Regions from separate parts of the Mus musculus genome. Here all the other regions are linked to region 3. The links are chromatin contacts, called in public Hi-C maps. All regions are on one chromosome and are shown on one strand. Each heading gives the region's core, a stretch centred on a gene start, on an enhancer-like site or on the middle of the called end of the contact. The rest is flanking DNA. Distances are from core to core; before and after follow the strand shown.

Evidence for each region. A called contact is a pair of places that touch in the nucleus more often than the background predicts.
Region 1: a contact with region 3 is called in a Hi-C map of the N1E-115 cell line, with 4 times the contacts expected there. The contact joins two enhancer-like sites. A contact is called at or near these places in 3 of 484 Hi-C or Micro-C datasets (the HL-1 cell line, the N1E-115 cell line and embryonic stem cells) and 1 of 115 datasets of contacts at active chromatin or transcription factors (cardiomyocytes).
Region 2: a Hi-C map of the N1E-115 cell line shows a contact between it and region 3, with 6 times the contacts expected there. The contact joins two enhancer-like sites. A contact is called at or near these places in 2 of 484 Hi-C or Micro-C datasets (the N1E-115 cell line and cerebellar granule neurons), 2 of 115 datasets of contacts at active chromatin or transcription factors (both in bone marrow-derived macrophages) and 1 of 9 other capture datasets (bone marrow-derived macrophages).

What each region holds. Positions count from the first base shown.
Region 1 is chr8:128,104,801-128,108,171 of GRCm38.p6, reverse strand. No RefSeq gene overlaps it. Among named protein-coding and RNA genes, the nearest start is that of Mir21c, 170 kb to the left of the region's middle. Within about 2 kb of position 1,586, at least 2 of the 459 cell types and tissues checked have an H3K27ac peak or open chromatin away from gene starts, as enhancers often do. A contact at or near this core is called in the N1E-115 cell line, where this site is marked.
Region 2 is chr8:128,154,585-128,157,960 of GRCm38.p6, reverse strand. No RefSeq gene overlaps it. Among named protein-coding and RNA genes, the nearest start is that of Mir21c, 120 kb to the left of the region's middle. Within about 2 kb of position 1,545, at least 15 of the 459 cell types and tissues checked have an H3K27ac peak or open chromatin away from gene starts, as enhancers often do. A contact at or near this core is called in the N1E-115 cell line, where this site is marked.
Region 3 is chr8:127,591,492-127,594,944 of GRCm38.p6, reverse strand. Pard3 (par-3 family cell polarity regulator) reads right to left here. Exons shown (of 25, transcript NM_001309391.1): 23 at 1,764-1,884. Among named protein-coding and RNA genes, the nearest start is that of Gm32478, 37 kb to the left of the region's middle. Within about 2 kb of position 2,009, at least 9 of the 459 cell types and tissues checked have an H3K27ac peak or open chromatin away from gene starts, as enhancers often do. A contact at or near this core is called in the N1E-115 cell line, where this site is marked.

The DNA.
Region 1 (3,371 bases), core at 337-2,836, 510 kb before region 3:
CAGTGTACTTACATATAAAATAAATAATAAAATCTAAAAAAAAAATATGTCGCTCTAATAATTGGTACAAGAGGAAATGCAAAGAGCAAACATTGGGAAATAACTTCTGCCTTCACATGCAGAAACAGAAACACATACTAAAGCAAAGTGGAGGAGCTATTTTATCTGAATTAGCAAAAAAACATAGTATCAAAAAGTCACTGAGAACGGCGTTATTGCTGTATTATTGCTGGCATTATATTATCACTGCCGGGATCCATCTCAACCCTTTTGGGAAAAGCAACTAATGTGACAAACAACAGACAGAGAAACCCAGAGGCTCCATTCTAGAGCCTCTCTCCTGAGAAAATAATTCATAACGCACAAGCATGTAGCCAGGTTTTGTATTGCTTCGCATTATGAATTATTATGAATGTATGAATGAAGAAACAGCAAGATGCAGTCTGCCTGTGGCAATGTATTGCAAAATGTATAGTGTTGGACATTGTACAACAGATTAACATGTGATCACTAAGAAAAGTGAGTGACAAGGAGAAACACGTGATTGAGAATTATAACTGTTAAAATAATACTATGGCTGCCACTATGGAAATCTGAACACAGAGAGGAAGCAAATATGGAGGTAGTTTTGTGGGGAAGATCAGCTTGATTTCCCTGCAATGTATGACCATCATTATGTCTCTGTTTTAATGAAAGAGGATTCACAAATGCAACCTTAAGGTCTCCACCAGATACAATGTGGAGACGCATCCGCTCATAAATTTCAGACATAAATAGTCCCAGGAGTGATGGCTGCACTTCAGGGGATGGGAAATGGCTTTTAAGCCAAGATCTATAACAAGCATGGGGAGTGGTTTCAGGTGGGCTGGAGTAGAAACTGCACACAGAGAAAAGCCATCATTCCTTCCAGGAACCGCATTAGCAGGTCTCTATCACTCAGAGCATCAGACGGCCTCGGGCTTCCCAGAACCACAACATTCGGGTGGAAAAGCATGGAAAACCAAACTAACAGAGCCTGGCTGAAAGGTTTTTAATTAGATTAGAAGGGTCCAGAGTGATCTGGTTTGTGCTTGAAACCTATTCTTTGCCCATTTATTTTCTCACTCAAATACTACCGGTCTTTGTATCTCTGGATTACGTTCAGCCTGGTTTAATTTAACTTGATATTATTTTATTACCTTATTTTATATCATATAAAATGTTGTCCTCTATAAAACTTACAAATGACTTCCTAGGTGTCTGGGAAGGAAGCTGACAGCTCATGTTGCTTATGCTTACCCACATATACCACATATATACTACACAAGTCTTTTTGTTCAAGTTAAGAAAGACAATATATCGGAAAGAGAAGGGAAGCTGGCCCAACTCTTAGGTTGATCCCAAGACTTTCTGAAAGGCAAGAACAGCTGCCTCTAGGACAAGTCAGCCTGGCTTTGTAGAGCTCCAGTGTGCTTGTAAGGACCTCCTACTATGACTCCACATTGCCACAACATACCGAACCTAAATTCTGCTATTTTCTGAAACAGTGGATATTGAAGCCCTCTGGTAGCATTTTATAAGACTTCTGTTCTGGAGAGAGGTTTTCCCAAGTGTTTTTCCCCACCTCCTCTGAGAACCTCAGTTGTTCTGGGTTAATACTCCAAGCCTCCTGCAGGGCTGGTGCCTGGGAGCACAGGTGTGAGGGTCTTGGTAAAGGAAGCCTGCTGTCTCTGAGCTCTGGTATGTTCCTCAACCTGGACCTTTTTCTTTCCAGAGTTTTTCTTTTTCTCCAGTTTCCTTCCTTTTTTGTATTTATTGGCTTATTTTTTTCATACAGTATACTGTGATCATATTTTTCCTTCACTCCTAACTCCTCCCAGGTCCCCCAACCTCCCTATCCATTTAAATTTCTCTCTCTCTCTCTCTCTCTCTCTCTCTCTCTCTCTCTTTCTCTCTCTCTCTCTCTCTCTCTCTCCCTCTCTCCCTCTCTCCCTCTCTCTCCCTCCCTCTCCCTCTCTCTCTCCCTCCCTCCCTCTCTCTCCCTCCCTCCCTCTCTCTCTCCCTCCCTTCCTCTCTCTCCCTCTCTCTCTCTCTCCCTCCCTCCCAAGGAAAGAAAAGAAAAAGGAATGAAAGCAAATAACCAAAGTCAAAAGACAAAAATACCAAAACAAAAGCACACAAAAATCATGGAGTCTATTTTATGTTGGCCAGAGCCACTCCTGAGCAGTATGGCTGACTGACTTTCCTGCTCCCAGCATGTATTGTATTGTAGAGAGCTTCTTGGTAGAGGATTGGTCTTTATACCCACTTCCCCTTTCTTTGCTGGGATTTTTTTCTGGCTTTTGCTGTTTTTAGCCATATAATGGGCACAAAACACACAGGAGTGAACTCATTAGAGGTAATGAAAAATATATTAGAATTGGACTTTAAAATTTCTAATCCTTTCTTCTATACTTTGTCTTCTGACAATCATGTGGAAATCTAGGGAGTTAGAATTCAAAGTATCAGTACTTGGCCTGGGCATGATTCTTCCCACAGAAAAATTGCCTTACTTTGAGGAAGGGCTACTGTAGCATAGTTTCAAAAATGCAAAGATGCAAGGCTTTTTACCTGACACCTTTAATCCCAGGCTGAGACAACAGAAATTACTGTGGGTTAAATACAGTAAGTTCCAGCACAGATAGGCAACTGAGTGAGACTTTGTCTTTAAAAACAATCAGGCAAACAACAACAAAAGCTTAAAAATAAAAATGTATCAGAAGTACAAGACGACCCTTATCCTCATATAGTGAGTTTGAGGCCAATGGGGACTATATGAGACCTGTCTCAAGAAAACTAAAACAACAGGGCAAGCTACATGGCTCAGTAAAGGTACTTGCTGCTAAACCTGGCATGCTGAGTTTGATCTCAAGGACTCAAATAGGGAGTAAAGAAGGACTCTCAGTTTGATCTCTGACCTCTACATTTATGCGTTGGCACACTTCCCTCCCTCCAATACATAAGGGTAGAGAGATTTTAATCTGCCAACATGGCTACTCTAACAAGGAATCAAATCCAAAGCAGAGGCTTGTGTTTTCCAGCTGAAACACAGACATACCACACACCTTTAATCCCTCTGGCTGGAATACAGACACATCTTTAGTACACACCTTTAATCTCTAACACTGAAGGTAAAGTAAGAGGAGAGAGGCAGCCATCTTTGAAAGTGATGTCTAATTGAGGGGCAGACCAAGTAGAGATTCAGAGAAAGATTTAACAAAATGTGTCAGAGAGATGATACACCCAACGCTCATGACAACAGGCAGGAAGGAGAGGCTACTTAAGAGCAGTGTAAGGAAACTGAGCTGAGATCAAGCAATGCAGTTCAGTCAGAGTCAGGTTAGTAAGAGTCA
Region 2 (3,376 bases), core at 296-2,795, 560 kb before region 3:
CATATCTAACCCATGAGATGGAACCACTCAAGTTAAGGTTGGGTCCCTCACCCCCAATAGTTAATCATCCCTGCAAATGCCTGAAGGGACTTGGGTCAGCTCAAGTGTGGCAAGCATGGCTCTGGCAGGCCTTGCTAAAAAAAAAACAAAAAAACAAAAAAACAAACAAAACAAAACAAAACAAAAAAAAAAACAAAAAACAAAAAACAAAAAAACCCTTACACTACATTCTTAAAGCTAGCCCCAAAGGTCTATGCCCTTATTTGACCACCTGCTTCTCATGAGGCTGACCACCAACGTCTAGCTAGCAAAACACTGAAGTGCAGAAAACCACCTTTGGCTAACCCAATTAAGATGCCCAGTTAAAATTAAACACCCCATCCTAACATAGTTTCCCATTTTAACTTTATAAACTGCCATTTGCCTATGGACATGGGTCTCCTGTCTACTGAGGAGCAGTCCTTTGTGCTCCAGGACAAATACCCTTCCCCCCACCCCCTCCCTGGTTCCTTTCCTTTCTCCCTCACCCTCTATCTCCTGCCTTTGTCCCTTATATCTGCCTTCTGTCCCTCTGGGGCAAATAAATCTCCTTTGTGCTGAGAACTTGGTCTTGGGATGTCTTGAGCTGACTCTGAGGTCCCCTACAATGCCCTCATAGACTTGCTCAGAAATGTGTCTTTTAGGAGATTCTAAATTTAGTGAAGTTGACAGCAAAGATTAACCATCACAATGCCTGTGAGAAGTGAGGTCAGGAGGAGTGGTGTAGAGGGAAACAACAACAACAACAACAACAACAACAACAACAACAAAGCAGATAAAAACCAGAGAAAAGGGTGGTTGAAGGCTTAGGCAGCTTACAATTTGAAGCTTCTTTAAGTATCCCCTAAGAAAAGCTTTTTTTTTTTTTTTTATAAATAGGCTAGTGAAAGAATTATACTTCACAACAGGAAAGGGTTGAAGAGGCTGTTTTAATTTGGCTATCATTTGTTGACTCTGTTATCTTTGCAAGGTAATTGCTATCTAACTTGGTTTTCTCAGTCATAAATGGCTACGCTTTCGCTAGAGAAAATTTGAATACTCTAGATTTGTCGACTCTTTGAGACGAGAGTCTTCTGAGTTTCTTCTCTGTTTACTTTGTCATTTGTCTTACCATTTTCTTTGACACTTAAAAGAACTTATGAAAACTACTAACATAAGAGGCGACTTTCCATAAACATCCTATCATGTATGTTTTCTATTAGGGTTTCTGACATTCCGCATGTTTTCAAAGGTAATTGGAAATGCTGGAGACGATTTAAGGGTCATTATTGTGTTAGCCGAGAGAAGAACTAATGATGTCTTAGCTACTGGGCTATTGAGCTGATCACAGAAGCCATTAGCTCAATTAAGTAAATCAAATAGGAAAAACATTTCAACTCCAAGAGCCACCCACTGCTGCCTATTGCTGGCCTGAAAGGCTTATGTTTCCTGGGACATTCAGACTGTTCACTCAGTGGTAGACAATAGCCAGGCATCTGACTGTACAGAGCACTAATTCGGGCTCACTGATAACCTCTGGGTCACGAGAAGCAGCAATGTTAAGAAATCTCTTAAGACTAGAAGCTGCTGTGAGAAGTCTGGAGTGGGTTGTTGTTGGTTTGTTTGTCCCCCCCTCCCCCCGCCCACCCACCTCCCTCCCCTGACTACACAGAGGCAAGGGCTGGGAAGCAGCATGTGAACTTCTTTAAAGGAGTCTCTTCAATCCTGAATCTTGTGCTGCTTGGTTTGTGAGGAAACAAGGGCATGGCAATGAGACAAGCATTTCTGATCCAGTTCTGAGTTTCAGCATTCAGTGAGGGAACAGCACTTAAGCTTTCAGAAGCCAAGCTCTTTAGAAAACGCTGAGGTTAACTCTCAGTATTATGTTATTCACGTGGGCAGCTCCTAGGTTGATGGAGGTGTCTGGCAGAGGGGCAGGCATACCACATCTTGTGTTATTAATATTTATTACATAGTGATTCTACTTGGAGAGCATGCTGTGGCCAGAGAGAGCTGGTGCATTGAATAAATGTTTAATTTTGATAGAATAGTGACTACTTCATCCAATAAAAAAATATATATATCCAGGAGCTGATGTAATCCATACTGGTGAGTGTGGAGCAAGTGGCTTTTCTGCATAGTCAGCATTTACAGATTTTCATGGTTTGGATCCTCCCCTCATGGCTGAAATCAGAGTTCTAATGTGATGGTTTTGTCTGGCTTCAGGAAGTTCAACAGCAGGCTACTCTAGTGATCTGGTATACTCTGGCCTATGGCATTAGTGGACCTGACTTAAACTAAACATTAAGGGAAGAAATGGAATTGGATTTTAATAAATTCATCCTTAAATTGTTCATTGAAATTCCTTCTTTGTTGTTAACATTCATCCCGAATTAGAATGAGGGTTGCCTTTTTAAGAACATCATTAGGAAGAAGCCTTCAGAGTACAGCGGGATTCCAGAGGTCCCTTGTCTGCTAAGTGCCCAAGAGAAAGAGCAGTCGGTGGTCTTCCTGGAACTCCTGTAAAATAAACAGACTCTGTACATGAAAGGTTCAGGTTCTCTTGTCTCTGATGCCCAGTTTATAGGAGATCTGCAATCTAATCCAGTAAAAATCATTGTGGCTTCAGAAGCCTGTGTCCAAAATGCTCCCAAAGCCCCAGTGCTCATGCCCTTGGCAAACACTATTAGGAGGTGGTGGAATTTTTAAGAAGTGAGATCTAATGAGGGGTTTCTAAGTGTTACAGTTACCTTTGAGGGTATACCCCTCCCATCTCTGTGTGCTTGTATGCATGTGGTATATGAATGTGTATGAATAAATGAGTGAGTGTGTGTGTGTTTGTGTGCGCATGTACGTGCCTATCTGTGTGTGGACAACAAAGGTTGATTGATATTGGCTGTCCTTTGAGGATACTTTGAAACAGGGTCCCTCATTGAGCATAGAACTCTCCAATTCATCAAGTCTGTCTGGCTATTGAGTCCCAGGGGCTATGACTGTTTCCTGCCCCCCAGTGCTAGGATTGTTCATGCTTTCTATCATGCTCAGCTTTTTACATGAGAACTTAGGATCTGATCTCAGACCTTCATGCTTATACACAAACACTTGGCCAACTGAGCCATCTCTCAAGTCCTTTCTTCTTCTATTGAGTTTTTCATCCTGGCCACAAAATAAGGGGTTTTCCTTACATGCTTTCTATCCAGTGCACATCCCACTGGCTCAAAGTCAGTGAGACTCAGTGGCCTGAAATCTCTGTAGCCAAGCTAAGATTAACCTTTTTGATTTACAAATTGGTTATCTCATGAATTCTCAGGTAGCATAATTGGTAATTGCCAGTGGGGTCCTTAGACCCACGGGACCA
Region 3 (3,453 bases), core at 760-3,259:
AAAACTGGATAGTTGTTTAGATGTTGGATTGGTTTATAACACCTAAGGTCGGGCAACGATGGACTTGGGAAATTTTCACACCTGAACACAGGTCTCACACCACCTCTGGCCATTCTAAGGCTGGTCTTCCTCACTTGATCCAAGGTGAGGGCTATCTCCCTAATGCAGGACTTTCCTTCCAAATCAATCTTCCATATCATCATTAAGCTCCTTGATCAGAAACCTTTGAAGGTCTCTTGCTTGCCCAGTACACTTGATGAATTGGGTATTAGGAGCAAGAAGGGCTGGAAGTTCACCCTGAGAGTCCAGAAGGAAGGTGGGCATGGCTGTACTCTTTCTAGATCTCTATCTTGGTCCATTCTTCTCTCAAACCAGCCACCTGTCAGATTCACCTCAGCTGGGAGGTCCAGCCTTCCTCTGTCAAGGAGGACCATGTGCCTAACTCAAGTCTTTTCTAACATCATTCTTCCTCCAACCTATCCAGAAATCTGGTACAATGCATTTTATTCCAAGAACTGTTTTGAAGGGACTCATTAACCTCTGGGCATGGCTCCTCAGCTTCTGTGCCTCAAGTACAAGGACAGCACAGCTGCCCCACTATAGTTCTTAGGCATCTGGCCATTCTTACATACTCTTGAGCTACTGGGGTGACCCAACTTCTAGCTGCACAGGTCCCCCTACTCAGACTAACTAGCTCTGACCCCAGAATTCTCATCAGGACTGAAGCACATCCTGGCCTTTTACCTGTTGGTCTCTCCCATCTCAATCAGAGTTTCTCTAAAAATTTGTTTCCTTCTCTCTTAGTCCTCCAGACAGTCAATGGGGGTGGACCTACCACCAGGGCTTGAAGTTTTAAAGCCCAGAGGGGTGTTTGCCTCTGTGAGCAGCTCTTACTGACTCATTCCCACCCTCCCCAGAAAGCCTTCCAAACAAACCTTTCCTGTCTACAACCCCTACTCTTTTGCCATCTCTCTACCCAGATGTGCCACCAAGTTTCACAGATGCAGGACACAGGAGTAGCAGCCACAGTTTTGTTCTGTGGAGATCACTGAAATGGCCGCACATGGGATGGATGAGAAGAGAGGTGAAAACAGACAAACAGGAATTCGACAAATACTTGACAGGACTGGGGATGTGGCTCAGTTGGTAGAGAGTGCTTGCCCAGGATGCGTGAAGTCCTGGGTTTGATGACCAGCAACCACAGCTAACAGGCATGATGATGCATGTTTCTGTTTCCATGGGAAACAGAAGCAGGAGGATCAGGAGTTCAAGGTTATTCTTGACTATATAGATGGGGGATGGAAATGGGGGTAGCCTGGGCTATATGAGGCCCTGTCTCAATAAAACATAACAGAACAAAACAAAAAGTACCAAGGGAGGTTAGAGAACAGAGAATTACCAATTTCTGTCTCAAAGACACAAAGGATCATGAGCTGAACTTACGTTGGCTCTGCTCTACGAAAAGGCATTGAGTAAACCTAATAGCAAATGCAGTGGATAGAGAGCAGACATTCTGTGGTGGTGTCTCATCATACAGCTATTTTGAACCTATTACACAGCAGACAGATGGTAGAACAAGATACAAAATGAGATTAGCAATGATGGAACCCAGATGGAAATGAGGGAAAGGTCAGAATGCTAAAGGTCAGAGGGATTTGGCTCCATCTTGTCTTATTTCATAAAGGACTGAGGTCATAGCTCAGGGGCCTCTCTTTCAGGGCAGCTGTTAGCCTATTTGCTGGGCAGAGGGACCAAACACTCACCCAAGATTGCTCAAAGCTGTAGGTACGGCGCCGGTCTTCCACATCCTCATCCTGTTTGGCTTGCTGGAACTCTTGCCGTAGACGCTGTATCCGGTCATGGTTGCTAGGAGTGGATCGATTGCTAAAAGAGAAGGGGCAACCGTGAACACCCTCAAGAAAAAGCAACCATAAATCACAGTTGGGGGAGGGGGGCAGGGGGAGGAAGGGCAGCTAGCTGTGGAATGTTGCTCAAACAGGAAGTGGATTTTTACAACAGAATCTGGGCATCTGAAATGGCCATTTGTTCTCAGGACTTAGGCTCACTGCGGCTATACTGGCAGAGCTCTGAGAGAGTGAACTGTGTTTGGAGAGAGAGACCTCTTTTCAAGGTCTCACTTCCTTTCTATAATCTGGTTAGGTGCTGGTGGCAAAGGTTTGGAAGGATGTGGCTTTGGTCATCAGAACAATTAGGGTCCAGACCAGTTCCTCCAGCTCCCTAGCCCACAGCACGTCATTCTTCCTTGACTTTTACATATGAAACAGAGATAATTATCTTCTATAAATACCATCCTAATCAAGTGGCATGACACTAACCTCCCCCCAACAAACAGCAACAACACTCAGCCTCACAAGCCAAATGTAGCATATACTGAGGGTTCTGATGTCTGTGTGGGAAGCCGAGGCAGGAGGATCGAAAGTTCTCTTCATGCCTGAGCAGTTTAGTGAGATTCTGTCTCAAATTAAAAATCATACCAAAAATTAAACGAAGCTGGAGATGTGGCTCGGGGGTACAAAGCCAACCTAGCATGTTTTCTCTGCCGAGTTGCAAACCATAAATATATATGCACCTGTGTGGGTATCTCTGTGCATACATGATTGTATGTTTATGCATATATGTATCTATGAATGTACAGATGTTCATGTGTGTAGTATGTGCATGTGAATACATGTGTGAATATGTGCATGTCCTTGCTGATATGCAAGACTGTATCATATCGCTATTTCATCAGCTTCCTGTTCACATGTCATCAAGGCCACACACAAGATATGATTTTCACAGTATAATGAGAAAAGTAGAAAAATCAAGTTAAGGTAGTGTTTGAGCAAACCACTTGCTTAAACAATGATTCTTTCATCATTTTGTACAACACTGAGCTTCCCTTTGTAGTAAGAACAGCTGTAAAGATTGGTAGAGAAGGCAGTTTCCCCTCACCTCACCAAATGTGAAAACTGACATTTTAAGGGGGTGACTGGCAAATGTTTTGGTTGGATTGGTCTGAGAACATGAAAGTTAACAGGTCTGTAAATGTACTGTTTCGAATCAGGTAGCTGTTGGTGCAGTCTCAAAAGTTCCCTCCTGCTTCTGAAGCATGCAGGTCACTATTCCTACTGGCTTTTTAAAATAGAGATATAGCTGACTCTTGTTCCAGGATATTAGCACTAGCTACCAGCCTACAGTTCCTTCTCTTCCATACCAACACTGACTGTCTAGGCATGCTATGCACATATTCACACACGTATATGCATGCACATACCACACACACACAAAACACATCGAACATCCATACATTCACAGATACATACATGCATAAACACTATGCTAGATGCCAGCATAGTGACAGAAAAGTGAGCATTTTCCAACATTACTGTCCCTGTAACATTACCGTTCCCTTAACATTACTATCCCTTTACTGACTGTGGATTTTTGCTC